Regions from separate parts of the Mus musculus genome. Here region 2 is linked to region 1. A link is a contact called in public HiChIP or PLAC-seq data. All regions are on one chromosome and are shown on one strand. The core of a region is the stretch at or near the end of the contact, and the rest is flanking DNA. Distances in the headings are between cores, read along the strand shown.

Region 1 (7,892 bases), core at 2,435-4,934:
TACTAGTATGTGTGTAAACTTTACATGTGCATGCATGTATGAGTGTGTCTTCTTTTAGAAAGGCTGTTTCCTGGGTGCTTGAGGCACACATCCTGTGGTAAAGACACAGCTACCCCTAAGCTGAGCATAGCTCCAGGCCTTTTGCCTCCTGTTACTTCATTAATGTTACTCTAAGAGCTGAGAGCTTTTCCAGGCCACCCATACTACAGTGAAGGAGTGGGGACTAGGAACTTTGCACTGAGGAGAGTCTCAAAATTTCCTAAAGACATTTCTGAAGGACAAATATTATGAATCGCTTCTTAAAGAACCAAAAGGAATTTTTTTCCACCCCTTCATAAGGTACCAAGTATAAGAGCCTTTACCATTCCAAACTCTTGGTATATTCTAGATATCAGATGCAAATCAGCAAACTGCTGTGCCCAAAAGAAACTCCAATTCCCCCCCAAACTCCAAAAGACCGTTCAGCTGTCCAACTGTCTAGAAATGAGCTCTACCTGGCCTATAGGATTTCTGGAAATTAGATAAAAGCCAGCCAAAGGAGTCCATTGCCCTTATCTCTGGCAGAAGGGTCAGTATGTCAAAGTGTATGCTGGTATCACAAGTACTTGTTACACATTTCAAAGTTCATGCTAGCCAGCATCCTAGCCCTTCTCACCACCTCCCCTCTCCTAAACTGCCCTCAGCTCATGGGCTTCCCTCCCCATCAGTCACTCATAGGGCTCCTAACCCAGCTCTTCTCACTGAGCCCCACCCCACCCCTGCTTCTCTCACTGATTTCTCTGTCCCCATCCCCCACTATTGTCCTTTTTAGCAAATATTTATGACCAGGCCCAGACTCCTGGCCATGTTAAGTCTATTTCTTTCTCTCTGGTTTTCACTCTTTCGGATGCCTCTGGCTCTTCTTTCTCTCATATCCACAATAAAGACCTCCCCCTTCACCACACGTAGAGTGGTTAAGTCATGTCACAGTTTATATAGCTGGTGCCCAACAAGGGGCTCAGCTTCTCCTAAGCAAACCAAGCTTCTGACTTGACTCTTCTAAGGTATAGAATACTTGTTTCTTCTGGTTTCTGACACTTACCAGGTCCAACTCCAAATTTTAGAGCCCCGCTTCTTCAGCGGCTTTTTACTTCTACCTATTTCCTCCTTGAAGCCTCCTTCTCTGTCTGTTGCTACAGAAGTCATGCTGGTTTATCAGACAGCTTCTCTCTCCCTACTGGGACCCCATTACATGAAAGAGATGCCTATCCTTTGTGATTTTGGACATTTCTCTCTGACAAGTGTCTTGGCCCACTTGGGGACACCCTGACCACTTGCGGATGTCCAGAATTGAAATTCTTGTCACCAAGAGACTTGCTGATTTCCTCTCTCACCCTGTTCTCCCTCCCATGTTCTGAGCTCCACCCTGGAGCTTGCTCTGTCTCGCTTGTCCATTTCCTCTCTCTGCTTCCAGCTGCCTCCTTAGGTCTGTCTCTCAGGTAGCTCCCTCCTGAAGCTTACTGTGTCTCTAAGGCTGTCTAACTGCTTGTCTCTCTTCTCCTTCCCCTAGGAGATGCTTGCTTGTATCTATCCCTCTTGGTGTCTCACTGGAACCTGCTCTTTGAGACCTGCAGGTACATCAGGCATTTCTGTATGCACCCCTGGGCCTCTAAGAGATTAGATTCCTCTCTCTGATGGTGTTTCCCTAAGCCTCTTCCACTCCCCATGACTGTGCTTCTAAAGGATGTCTCCCTGCCTGCTCTCTCTCTCTCTCTCTCTCTCTCTCTCTCTCTCTCTCTCTCTCTCAGTTTGCTCTTAGAGCTTGCTCCTATCTCTAACCATGGGCTCTTCCCATTCAGAATATTCCTCACCTGCAGGCTGTCCCTTCTAGGGGAAGAACAATATGGATCTAGGGTAGGGATGGAGGTCAGTAAATCAGGTTGTGGAAAAGAATCGCTAGGAAAAAAAAACCCTTCAAGATGACATGTTTGTACATGCCCTGCCAAGCAAACAGTCTCTGCACCATGTTGTCAGATTATCTGGTTTGCTTGTATTAAGGATTTGACTAAATGTGCCTCCTCTGATCCATTGGAAAGTCATTTCCCTTACCTCTGGCAGATGGGACATAGGAGACTACCTGTAGTGCCTATTAACCAGCACATCAAAGCACATACTTGGACCACAAGTGCCTGTTGCACATTTCAAAGTGCATGCTAGCATCCTAGTCCTGCTCACTGCCACCCCTACTCAAGCTCCCTCCAGCTCCTGGGCTTCCCATCCACTAGCGACTCATTTAACCTAAAAACCTGCTCTGCTCTTCTCACTCTGTTCTCTCACCTCGGCGCCTGCTTCTCTCGCTCGGTTTTCTCTATTCTCTAGCCTCTGCTCCATCTCTCTCTCTCTCTCTCTCTCTCTCTCTCTCTCTCTCTCTCTCTCTCTCTCTCTCTCTCAGATAGCCCTGGTCGAGTCTGCTGGCCATGTTCAGTTTACTTCTTTCTCTCTATGTTCTGGGCTCTTCCAGATGCCTCTGGCCATTTTCTCTTTTATATCCACAATAAAAACCTTTCTCTTAACCATACCATGGGGCAGTAGTGTGTGTGTGTGTGTGTGTGTGTGTGTGTGTGTGTGTATGTACATGCCCCTTGGAGTTAGATCTCAACTGAAGCCCGGCACTGTCATTTGCTAGCTGTGTGACCTCTGTTAAATGCTTAAGCTCTCGGAACCTCTTTTAACCTTGTAAAAGTAAGGAGAGGTTGTCTTCCTCCCTTCTACCACTGCTGTGAAAACCGATTTGAGATCCTTGTGCCCGGCAAATTTTTAGGGACCTGATAAAGCAATCTTTCTAAATTCAGAACTGGATTGAACCTCGGAGGGTCGAATCCCTCGGACTGGCATTTATTAACAGGCATTTCTGAAGAGACCGAATGCTGGAGAGTTCTTACTTCTGTGCCTGCAGCAGACAAGGAGGAGCTGGGACTCAGAGCCCTAGGGTTACTGGGACAAATCTGCTGTGAGAGTGCCAGCAGAAAGAGGGTAACAGAAGAAACAGTACAAACAATATAAAAATATCCACCAGTTCAGCCATCCACAATTTGACAGCTCAATTCCCGGAAGGGAAGGTTTTTTTTGTTTCCCGTGTTGTTACAGGAGAGTAAACAAATCTTCGCAGACAAAGTTACTTTGAGAAATTTTATGATCTAATGCTTGGCTTGTAAATACAGCCCAGAGTAACTCACTTCCCGGTTGAGCGAACTGTCAGAAGTGTCAAATGCCAGGGAGCCTCGGAGCGAACTTTTCTAGTGCCCTAAAGTGGCACTAGAAAAGTGTCTGGGCAAGTCTATAAGCCAGAGTCCCTCTCCAGCCATACTAAAGCGATCGATCCAAGAGCTGGCCAGCACCAAGCTCTGACCGTCGCCCCCGCCCCCCGCCCCGACCCAAACTTTTTCCAGAAAAACGCTGGACTTGGGCTTCAGCCCTGAGCACTTAGCCAAGAGCGAAAGCAGCTCCCCTGCGTTTCTAAACATCTGGACCGGTGGCACCCAATGCCAGCCACATCTGGAATCTCATGTGGTGGTCCCCAGTATGCAGCGTCCCACATCCCAGGCGTCCCAAAGCTTACCAGAGGCAGGACAGCCCAGATCCACAGCATGTCTGCAGCAAGGGAAAACAGCGGGCGGCCTGTGTGGGCAGCCTGCGGCCCCACCCACCAGCTCTAGACTGCCTGTGGGTATGTACTTTGCCTAGGCCCGCCCCCTGGCACGCACAAACCGCTTCGCTCCTATTCAGGTCTTCCCAGAAATCGCTTTGAACACGTGTATGTCACTTTTTTTCTTTTGAGGGACCAAACACAATCTTCGTAAAGCCCCAAGGGTTGCGAGAAAGTTCTGCTGGTCTCCCGGGGAAACCCACTGACTCACCACTGCACAGGCGGCCTGAGCGGGGTGGGGGTGGGGGGCGGGGGAGGAGGGGGCCCAAGCAGGGCTTGATTGCATAAATGGGCATTCCCCATCCTGGGCGCTTCCACAGTCACACCCTCAGGTCAAGTGAGATTTTTTTTTCTGCCTGCTGCTCACCCTGGAAGGAATTCTGAACTCTGTATTGAATTGGACTTTGGCTGATTGCTGGAGACAAAGACCATTTTGCCTTCACTTTCAATATTTTGTCAGTGACAGGTCTGCTGGGGCTTCTGGGGCCTCTGAATGGTAATTACCACAGAGGAGGTACACACCCTAGGATTCTGATGAGGGAGGTCCCTCCACAGAGCTCATATATGATACATGAAGTGACAATCACCACAGCAGAGGTAGAGATAATAGGCTTTGGGATCCTGATGAGGGGAATGTCCCTGGCTTCGTTTCCCAAATGGAGAATGAAGGTAAATGACTATGACAAATAACACAGCAGTTAACTCAGGGACCAAGCCAGAATCTTTAGAACCACGGGGGTTAGATATAGAGTAAGGGACTAGGGGAGGGGACAGAAAGATCTTATTAAGGAAGAGGAATAAAATAGGTAGTTATGATGGGAAGATCAAGTGGGGGAGGGGAAAGGAAGACGATGAATGGGAATACAGGGAGAGACAGCTAAAATTAAAGGGCATTTGAGAGGTATGGAAACCTAGCAGAGTCTTCCTAAAGTATAAGCATACATGAAGGTGATCTATAGCCAAATAATGGGGGGAGACAGAGCCACAAGTGAACATCTCTTGTCATCAAATGAAGTTTTCCTTTCCTGGATGGGGTTGCATCTAATTGAATCGTTGGCCAAAAAGAGTTGCATGGGAGTCCCCAAACAATGCAGCCTGTTGCCAAGACTATAGATTGCTCCCCACAAACTGAGACCCACACAACTCATTGAATATAGAGAAGTTGAGAGCAAGAAGAAAGTGCCTACATAGAGCCTTCATCCCTACATGCCAACATCTTTGGTACTGGAAGATATTCTGCATGCTACTAAAGGAGAAAGGTAAACCTCACCTCTACCCCAAAGCCTTTGATCTATGATGGTGTCCTGCTAGAGAGATGAGCTAGTGCATATAGTGGCACAAAGTTTGTGGGAGCAACCCATCAATACTGGATTTGACTTTAGCCCCACTCCACAAGATAGAACATAAACCTGACGCTACCCAAGAACCTGAGACTAGATAGCCCAGGGACCTAGGGAAAAAAACAAATATGTATGTTATAAAAACAAACAAACAACACATACATTATAATAAAATAACTCCTAATACGGAGATCCACAGCCAAATATTATTCAGAGAGAGAAAGATACTGGAACACTCAGCCCTAAATGAGATGTCTCCATCAAATCCCTCCCCTCAGTGCTCAGGGAACCCCAAGAGGAGGAGGCAGGAAGAGTCTGAGACCCAGAGGGGATGGACAAGACCAAGAAAACAAGGCCTTCCAAGTCAACAAGATCAAAGCTCACATGACCTCACAGAGACTGGGGCAGCATGTGCAGGCCTGCATGGGTCTGCAACAGGTCCTTTGCATATGCATTTATGTCTTCAAATTTAGTGTTTTTAAGGGATCCCTGAGTGTGCACATGAGCTTGTCTCTGTTTTGTGTGCCAGCTCTTGGGCTTCTTTTTCTTCTGTTTGTTTCATCCAATTGCGGTGTGTTAGTTCTGTTTCTTTTTGTATTATTCCTTAGAAGCCAGTTTGTTTTTGAGCAAGACAGAAAGGGAATATCTGGATAGGATGGAAGGTAGAAAAGAGCTGGGGTGAAAAGAGTTAGGGGACCATAGTCAGGATATAAATCTATCAAAAAGAGAAGTCTATTTTCAGTAAAAGGGAAAACCCTCACCTGCTGTGTTAGACATTATTACTTCCTCCTTTTGTTACGGATTATTTCCTGACCAATTTTCGTTAAAAAAAATTCTTATACTTCTTTACTGCTAGTTAATGAATGCATCTCAAAGTCACTTTTGTTTTGGAAAAGTAGGTAGCACTTTAGTGTCGTGCGAACATTCTAGAGCAGTGGTACTCACCCTCGCTAATGCTGGACCCTCTAATACAGTTCATGCTATGGCAACGCTCAACTATGATGCTATCTCGTTGCTACATCCCAACTGTAACTTTGCTGCCGTTGTGAATCGTAATGTGAATATCTGCTATGCAGGGTATCTGATATGTGAGCTCTACGGTGGTCCAGCCCTGTAGGTTAAAAACCGCTTGTTCACCGAGAAGGTAAGTAAGTTTGTTCAAGGTCAGCACCAAGAGTTTCCTGTTCATGAAGCAGTTTCTGGACTCCACCTCTATGGGTCAGAAGGTCTGCAAAATCCACTGATCGCTCGCTCAGCTTCTGTTTCTACTTCTTTTCCTCCCTGGAGGATCTATCTAATTAAGAATATACAAATACACACACACACACAGAATGGAGAGAGAGAGAGAGAGAGAGAGAGAGAGAGAGAGAGAGAGAGAGAGAGAGTGGGGGGACATCCTGCAGCATTGTCTTCTGCAGGTGTTTTTAAAAGTGCTCTGAATCTAGATTGTCACCCTCCTTCCTCTCCTTCCTGTAGGCGTTCTGTTCATTCTGTTTGGCAGCTGTCACTAAACTTATACCCACCCCACCCCCACCCTACCCCTCCCCCACCCCCCTTTGCTTCATCTTCCTGTAGGTTGTTGCTGCCATGAAGAAGCCTCAGGCTGTGCCCCTAATACAACTATTCTAAAATTGAAAGGAAAGGAAGAACAATTTGAAATGAAAAGTTCCATGCAAAAGGAAAGGAAGAAAAAAGAAGAGAAGAGAAGAGAAGAGAAGAGAAGAGAAGAGAAGAGAAAGGGGGAAGGAGGAGAAAGAGGGGGGAGTTGGGGGTGTGTGGAGCATAAGCTCTAGGTAAAATCAACAGCTCTTGAGTATAAACTTGAGTCAGCAACTTCACTGAATCATAAAATTCATTCTTTGTACCTTTTAACTTGGCAGGGTGAGGGATTATTTAAAGGCACTTAACAGGAAATGCAGACAGCCTGAATTCATCATCCAGACCTACACCAGAAAGTGAAAGCCAACTCTTAAAGGGTGTCTTCTGACCTCCACAGCTTTTAACTATGCCACACACTATACATACACACACAATAATCATAAAACAAAAAAAAATGCTTAGAGTATCCTAATCTGTGATTTCTCATAGTCTGTAATATGCTAACATATACTGTATCATCTAAGCGGAGGTGAGTACACATGCCGTACCCTGAAGTTCTTTCTGATGGAACCTTTGGAGGAATATCTATTGAGTGAGTAAACCTTGTTGACACTCTGAGGAGGCCACTTTGGGTATTTTCACTGGTTAGTTTTTGTCAGCTTGACACAAACACAGTAACCTGGCAAGAGGGACTCTCGGCCGAGGAGTTGCTTCCATCAGATAGCCTGTGGGCATTTTATGGATTGCTGATTGGCATGGGAGGGTGAGCGGTGCCACCCCTAGGCAAGTGGCTGTGAGTTGTATAACACAGTAAGCTAAGCAAGCCAAGGAGAGCAAGGAGGTGAGCAGTGGTTTTTCCTGGCTTCTGCTCCGGGTTCTTGCCCTGACTTTTCTCAGTGATGGATGGTGACCTGGGAGTTGTTATAGATAAGATGAAATAAACTCTTTCCTCCCTAAATCGCTTTGGATAAATGTTTTATCACAATGACAGAAGGCAAATTAAGGCAGTAAGTATTTCTATAGGTTATTTTTATCCTAACAATACATTTTGAAAAGTTATCATCCTTTCAAGTGCAATAAACGAAACCAAACCCAAATGGTGTATGTGTGTGCAAATGTGCATCCATGAATGTCATGTAGTGTCATTCTATTACTGTCTGCCTTATTCCTTTGAGACAGGTTCTGTCATTGAACCTGGAGCTTGATGTTCTGTCACCTAACCTGCCTTGGTGGCCCAGAAAGTCTGAGAAATCCTCTTATCTCTGTCC
Region 2 (7,892 bases), core at 4,018-6,517, 140 kb after region 1:
ATTAGAAAAGTGGCTAGCACTAATTGAAGATTCTGGATGACTCAGCCCCAAACAAACTGCTTCATCCACATGGTCGGTCGGGTTTAGTTCTTTCTACAACATTATGAGAAGGAACAGTTAGTGGATGGAGGAGGAAACTCAGCAGAAGTATTTAAAGTGTTTAGATAAATTAACAAGTAACACTTTGGCAAGGAGGGAGAGGGAAGCCTAGAGCATGGTAAGCTCACATCTGAAGCTTGTATTCCTAGTCACGTGAGAGCACCATTTCCCACCCAAATGTGCAGAATCCTGGCTGGACCCTATATGTTACACACTCTCTAGCTTTTCCTGGATATTTGCCCTGCTAAGCTTCCTCTCCCTGATAGTTGTTCAAAGACAGTTTAATGAGTGTTATGAAATTCAATGCAGCTGGTGTGTGTGTGTGGGGGGGGTATCTTTAGCGGGTCTAAATCAAGATGGACCCCTCAGAAATTACACCATGTAACAAACCTGGTGTAACAGAGGTTTATTGAGGGGAAGAGAGAGGAGTGAGGACCTGGGGAAAGCGTAGAGGCAGAAAGCCAAGATGGGAAGCAGAGTTATGAGGGTAGAGAGACTGGGGATGGGGGGCGGGAGAGGAGAAGGGGAGAGGGGAAGGGAGAGGGGAAGGAAAGAGAAGGGGAGAAGAGAGAAGGGAGGGGAGAAGGAGAAGGGAGAGAGGAGGGGAGAAGGAAGGGGAGGAGGAGAGGGGAAGAGGTGAGAAGGAGGGGGGATGGGGAGGGAAAGTGGAGGGGGGAGGAAGAGGGGAGAGAGAGGGAGAGAGAGAGAGAGAGAGAGAGAGAGAGAGAGAGAGAGAGAGAGAGAGAGAGAGAGAGAGAGAATGTGTGTCAGCTGTGCTTCATAGCTTAGGTCATGTCCCTATCACTTCTGAGCTATGCAACTTTGGATAAGGAGACAATCTCTCCTCCTTTTACCTGTGCTGAGTGAGTAGAAAAACCCTACCTTATAGGGCTGTTTTGAGGACCTCAGGAATAGTTGAGATATCCAATATGTGTTTGTTCTTTTTAGAATTCATTCATTGATTCATTTACTCACAAAGAACATGTTGAATGCTTATTGGGTCCCACACTATGCTAGATGCTGCAATACGACAAGAAAGCATAGACAACAATAATTGGTGTTGTGTTTTTAGGTGCTGTGACAATCACAGATCAATAATTAATAATGTATTTGCTCACTGTTTGGAAAGGAAAAGGTCTGAGACTGAGGGTCAGTATCCACCGAGGGCTCCATTGTTCCACGTGCAGCTTAGGTGTGTGTGTTGGGGGGGGGGGGTGATGTGGAGGCTGGACAGGCGAGACGGGGATAACACAGTCACCTGTAGAGAGTAATGAACTGGGGTGTGAGTCCTGAGGACAGCAGAGAGTTGGTGCTGGGCATACAGGGGAATTTTAGAGTTTTAGAAGTCATTTTTTCAGGTGGGGTTACTCTAAGCTAAAATGCCTTGAGGTTGCAGGAACTTTAATAACATTGAACAGCTTTTCTTTCTGCTCAAATGGGTACTTCTGTCTTCTTGTTACTTTCCACTTTGTCAGCAATTTTCGTTGTAATTTTAATTTTTTATCTAACATAGCAAACTGTATACTTAAGAAGTACAGTGGGATAATTTGACTTGTGTGCAATGTATGGTGACCAAATCAGGTTTCTATTAAATATGTATCATTTCATTATGTGGGGAACCTTGGAATCCCTATTGTCTACTTATTTATAAAATATATAACAAGTTGCTTAAAGCTGTAACCACCCTCACATGCTGGTAGAATTCTGCTTCCTGTGTGCTTTTCTGACACTGATCTGCCCCCTACTGGAAACAGTGCAAAACAGCAGGAAATCTTTTGGGTTCCACTTGAGTGTGGCATACATTATCCTGGTAAATTATCCTATGCTATTTAAGTTCATTGAGGAGCTGGCCCTGGAAGTGGAATTGCCCCTCCCATATTTGAGTCACAATCCTGTTTGTCTCTAAGTGTTCTTCCAAGACCCCTTGTCCGGGCACAGTTTGGCCCAGCTGGCTCTGTTAATGAAAGAAAGAAGAATGTCAAAAAAGCTCAAGGCTGAAACTTTGTGACCAGCAGAGGATACTGTTGTTTATCTCATGGTATAAAATGCCTATGGCTTGGTGGGAAACAAGCTGAAACCGGAAGTTCAGCCATGGAAGGCTCATTTATGGAGAGAGCTCAGTTGGGATGTGTTCCCCACCTCCCCTCTGCTAAATACCTCACTGCAGAAACACTATTGTCTCATTATTTTATTCTTTTTCCTTTTCTTTTTCATCCTCCTCCTCTTCTTTGTTTTTCAAGACAGGGTTTCTCTGCTTATCCCTGGCTGTCTTGGAACTCACTATGTAGACCAGGTTGGCCAAGAACTCAGAGATCCACCTGCCTCTGCCTCCCAAGAGCTGGGATTGGAGGGAAGTGCACTCCTGGGCCAAGGTCAACAGCCTTTAAGGGATGCCTGGTACCATATTAAGTTTCTTTAGCTCTCACAGGGGAGCAATGTTGTGAGTAAATTATATAAGTTCTCTTGGTACTCTGGAGGGAATGTCACTAATAGACTGAGATGGAGCAGGGAATAAGCCTAGTGCCATCAAGTTAGGGCTGGTTATCAAATTCCCATAATGCCTACTACAAAAGGGCTGCACATCCTAATCCTAATCCTTTCAAACAGCTACGGAGAACTGGAAACAACTGCCGCTAATCACCAGTTATCTGGTGTTCTGTAGGGAACGTGGTCCAGCATCATGAAATCTATAATAATTCAAAGAGAAGCAAGAAGGCGAATTAAAATGGTTTAAAAATTGAACAAGAGAATATATGAAAGGAAAAGTATCAGTGCCGGACACGCCAAGGCCATGTTCTTAACACAAAGCAGATTCATTAAACCCAGAGAGAAAAAGGGCAGGGGATAAGAGACAGAGCCAGGAGATAGAGGATGAGGGAGAAGGGAACAAGGGAGACGGAGAAGAAGTATTTGTCCCTGGAGGTCAAAGGACTGCCTCAGGATAGAGAGGAGCCAGATGTGGCCCATAGGCAAAGAGCAGTTTATAAAGGTAAAGGGGGAAACCCCATGTTAGGATGAAGTGTTTAATTTTAATTGGGCTTGTTAATTAGGTGAGCCAACAGGGGCTTTTGATTGCTGGACTTCAATTCTTAATGATAGCTGGACCTCAGGAGGAAGAAGTAGCCAAATAAGGGAATAGACCTTGATGGTTAACTTTAAGACTGTAATCTAATGGGTTTAACAAGGTAGAGGGAATTGGGGAGAAGAGCCATGTCATGTTACAGCTTCCCAGATTCCCTTCAATTCAGCTTTAAGATGACCTACTCCCGGCTCGTCACAGCAAACCCAGTCTTCTAGAAGCACAGAAAAAAAGAGAATGCATCCATAACTTTAAAGAGGAATTTTTTTTATTAGATTAGTTTACACAGTTAGAGGCTGAAAATCCCGCAAGGCAACGTGTAGGCTACAGAGCCTGGAGGACCAAGGGCAGCTAAGTTCAAGGAATTGGACACCAGCAAACAAAAGCAAACCCGAGGAGTCAATGATACAGCCCAAGATGAAACCAGGGCCTAGAAGTCCCCAGGAGGGACCCTGTGGTAATCTGCATTTTTATATTTGCGTGTGCATATGTGCATGTGTGTGTGTGTGTGTGTATTAGTCAGGGTTTTACTGCTGTGAACAGACACCATGACCAAGGCAAGTCTTATAAAAAAGAACATTTAATTGGGACTGGCTTACAGGTTCAGAGGTTCAGTCCATTATCATCAAGGTGGGAGCATGGCAGCATCCAGGCAGGCATGGCGCAGGCAGAGCTGAGAGTTTTCTGTCTTCATCCAAAGGCTGCTAGTGGAAGACTGACTTCCAGGCAACTAGAATGAAGATCTTAAGACCACAGTGGCACACCTACCCCAACCTGGTCACACCTATTCCAACAAGGCCACACCTCCAAATGGTGCCACTCTCTGGTCCAAGAATATACAAACCATCACAGTGTGTGTGTGTGTGTGTGTGTGTGTGTGTGTGTGTGTGTGTGCGCGCGCGCGCGCGTGCTCACATGTGCCCGTGCTATAGTGCAGGTGTGGAGGTCAGTGGACAACTTACAGAAGTTGATCCTCTACTTCTTCCTTGTGGGTTCCTAGGTTAGAACTCAGGTGATCAAGTTTGGTGGCAAGTGCCTTAACCCACCTCAGAGGAAGTCACATGGGTTTTTGATTACCCATGGCTGCCCTAAAGTCTTTCCTTCCCTAATGCACAATTCTACTCTACCGAGATTCTACTCTTTCTGGTAATCTCTACTTAATTCCCTGCCATGATGTAAAATTTCCATAGTGGATGTAGTTCATAGTACTTCATCCATTTGATTACTCATGCATCCACATGACCTTTTGCCTATTTCATGTTGCAAGCAATTTTGGAAAATATAGACTTAGGGTAATGTTTTCTTCTTAATGGTTCGTGCCTGTATTTCAAGAACTGTTCTTCTTCTCTTGACTCAGCCCATCTGCCAGGCAGCCTACCAGAACGACTTGGGGCAAGTGTGGCGGTGGGCAAAAGAAAGCAACCATTATGTGGATGTTCAAGATAGCTTCAATGGCGATACTCCCCTCATCTGTGCCTGCAGGCGGGGCCACCTGAGAATTGTCTCCTTCCTTTTAAGGAGAAATGCTGATGTCAACCTCAAAAACTTGGTGAGTTTGCTGTGAGATGATGGTCTAATGCAAATGGCATTGTTTCAAGTGTGACATTTCTACAGGCCTAACTTGGAATATGCCTTTAGCTAAAAATTTTATTCACGTAGATACATTCAAAACTTGTGTGATGTTTAACAAAAGAATGTGCAACTATAATGAGCTATGTAGTTTCTCTTATAATCTGATGTTTGCCAAAAGAAGAATAAATAAAATAAGTTAAACAGACAAATGAATGAATTAATACATATACCACAGTAATCAAAGAAACAGAACAAAGGGAGGCTGTGACATGACTACTTGGAGATGAGAAACAGCAGAATGTAAGGAGGTATGGGGGAATATACACCAAATATGCCCTGAACAGAGGGAGCGAGTGCAACTGTGAAGCATCTCCTTAAATTGCTCAACTGATGTCGCTTTTCTTTCTTATAGCTTCTAATATAGACAATTTTTTTGCCTGCTTTGCCTTATATAACCCAAGGGCATTTTGCTAGACTAAAATCATAAAAATAGCATTTCAACGAGCAGGGATGTTTGGTGATGACATCATTGTGCCTCTGAGAAAGAAGACCGTCCACTCTGTTGGCTGTAGGCAGCTTCTCCTTTTTCTGTTCTGCTTTCTCTAACCCGTCTTCTTTCTCTCTTCATTATTTCATTACAGAAATAATGGGGGAAAGAAAACATGGTGCTTGCCATTATTTACATTCTTACCTGTTGTTTTGATATAGGGTTGCATTTTTTAATAATGTTTTTCACTGGTGTGTGTTCATGTACTGTGTGCTGGGTTACATGAGAGCATTTTCACCCAAGTCTGTTGTATACTTCTAACATATTCTCCCTTACTTCCTTACCTTATATACCCCATATATCTCTTTACCTTCTCCTTATATATCCCAAATACCTTCTTACCTACTGCCTGTATACCTCATATACCTCCTTACATTCTCCTTATATATCCCATATACATCCTTACCCTCTCCTTATATACCCCATACACCTCCTCACCTCCGATCTCTCCTTTCCTGTTAGTCTCCCCTGTTTCCCGAGACAGTTTTACTTTTAATTCCAACTCAAATATTTATACATGATTGCATGTATCTTTATAAAAAATGATCCACAAAGGAGAGAAAATGAGATATTTCTCTGTGACTGACAGTTTACTTCCACTGACTGTCTCCAGTTGTACCCATTTTCCTATGAATGATGTGACTTTATTTTCCTTTGTGCCTAAAACAGTCCATCATACATGTATACCATACTTAGTTCATCTATTCCTCTGGTGATGAGCATTTCATTTGGTTGTATGACCTAGGCATGGTGCAGTGTGCTGCAGTAAACATGGTTGTGTTCCAGGGTCTTTTCCTGGCAGAGAGGAGAGCTAGAGTCTTTGTTGACTGGGTGGCTCACAGAGGAGATAAGGAGTCAGAGTTGTGGAGGGGAGGAAGGGAGGTGATGGTCAGGCAGGGGGAATCTTGCAGCTGAATTGCTGGCCATATCTGCTGCTCTGACTGACTGACTAGCAACCAGGTGTTTCTTTATTTACATAAATTTCACAGAACAAAGGCAGGACTAATGATTATCCAAGTGGTACAGAATATATGTTTGATTTTTCACTACCTGTCCAGGGTGGTCTTTGTGAGGGTTATCCAAATATATATATTAGGCAATTGAGATTTTTTTGATATTTTTCTCACATTTGTCATTGATTCATAGGAAGACTACTGACTTTTGTAAGTTACTTTTCTACTCTGCTATGTTGCTGAAATGAATGTCTTTCTCAGAGATGAGAGTTTTATGTTGAAGTCTTTAGAATCTCTTACAAAATGGAATCATATCACTCGCAAATAAGATACCTTGACTTGTTCCTTTTCTGTCTAGATTCCTTTTGTTGCCTCTTTTGTTTTACTACTCTACCCAAGATTTCAAGCATTACAGAATAAGAGTGGAAAGAGTGGACACACCCTTGTCCTATACCTGATTTCAGTTTAGGATAATGTTGGGCATAGTTTTGTGGCTTGAAGACGTTATTGTGTTGAATAGTCTTTCTGTTTATAGTTCTGTTTGAATTTTTGACTATGCAGATATCCTGGATTTTGTCAAAAGTCTTTTCTTGATCCATTGAGGTAGCCATGTGATTCCTGAGTTTAGGCTTATTTATTAATTTTGTATATTGAGCCATCTCTGAAATGAATGCAAGTTGATTATGGTGGATGTCTTCTTGTGTTCTTGTGTGGGCAATAAAAATATTTTATTGAGGACTTCTGTATCTATGGTCATTGGCAAGATTGATCTATAATTATCTTTTTCTTGTGTCATTATCTGGTCTAATTACTATTCTAATGCTTGTTTCTTTAAAAATATCTTGGCATTTCCTTTGTATTTTAGAGACTAATCTGAAAAGCATTGGCTTTTGTTCTTCGTAAAGTTTGATAGAATTCAGAAGTGTATCCATTTTGACCAAGTCTTTTTTGGTCTAGAGATTTTTTTTATTTTTATTACTGCTTCAAGCTCATTGCTTATTATAAATCAATTGTTTATTTCATCTTGGTTTATATTGATATGCATACAGAAATTCATGTTTCTTTTAGATTTTCCCACATAAGTAGAATACAATATGCTTATATCCTGATGATTTTCCAAATTTCAATGGCATCTATTGTAGTATTTATTATTTTAGTTTGGTTTTCTGTTGCTGTGATAAACGCTGACAAAAAGAGCTTGGGAAGGAAAGAGTTTATTTGGTCTACATTATAGAACATCACTGAGAGAAGCTTAGGGTTTGTCAATATTGTTTATTTTTTCAAAACATTAATTCTTGTTTTATCAGTTCTTTCTATTGTTCTTTTTTATTTCATTAATTAAAATAATAATAATAATATAATTTGTGTGTATGTGTGTGTGTGTGTGTGTGTAGGGACCTATGTGTCAGGGATCAGGCGTGGAGATTGGAGGACAAATCCATTGAGTCACTTCTCCCTTTGGCTGAGATTTCATCTACTTCATTATCATAGAGACTATTACTGTGGGATTAGAAGCTTTTGAAAGACATCTTGCTTTGGTTCTCCATGTTTCTTGTGTTTTTGAATTGAGATTTTTGCATGCTGAGTTAGGTTGCTGGGTGTTTTTGTTTTTTTTTAATCATCTTTAATCTTTTTACTGGAA

Evidence for each region. HiChIP or PLAC-seq counts read pairs in DNA pulled down with a chosen protein or histone mark.
Region 2: an H3K4me3 HiChIP or PLAC-seq map of bone marrow-derived macrophages shows a contact between it and region 1, with 3 times the contacts expected there. The contact joins the enhancer-like site here to the promoter of Fas in region 1. A contact is called at or near these places in 3 of 39 promoter capture datasets (the C10 cell line and pre-B cells), 1 of 15 datasets of contacts at CTCF or cohesin (the NIH/3T3 cell line), 1 of 484 Hi-C or Micro-C datasets (uterus), 4 of 115 datasets of contacts at active chromatin or transcription factors (CD8 T cells, bone marrow-derived dendritic cells, bone marrow-derived macrophages and 1 more) and 3 of 9 other capture datasets (adipose tissue, liver and pancreatic islet).

The regions. Positions count from the first base shown.
Region 1 is chr19:34,286,451-34,294,342 of GRCm38.p6, reverse strand. Fas (Fas (TNF receptor superfamily member 6)) reads right to left here and starts at 3,684. Exons shown (of 9, transcript NM_007987.2): 1 at 3,599-3,684. The coding sequence starts at 3,628.
Region 2 is chr19:34,146,051-34,153,942 of GRCm38.p6, reverse strand. It overlaps Ankrd22 (ankyrin repeat domain 22), which reads left to right. Exons shown (of 6, transcript NM_024204.6): 2 at 4,536-4,727. Among named protein-coding and RNA genes, the nearest start is that of Ankrd22, 16 kb to the left of the region's middle. Within about 2 kb of position 5,267, at least 6 of the 459 cell types and tissues checked have an H3K27ac peak or open chromatin away from gene starts, as enhancers often do. A contact at or near this core is called in bone marrow-derived macrophages, where this site is marked.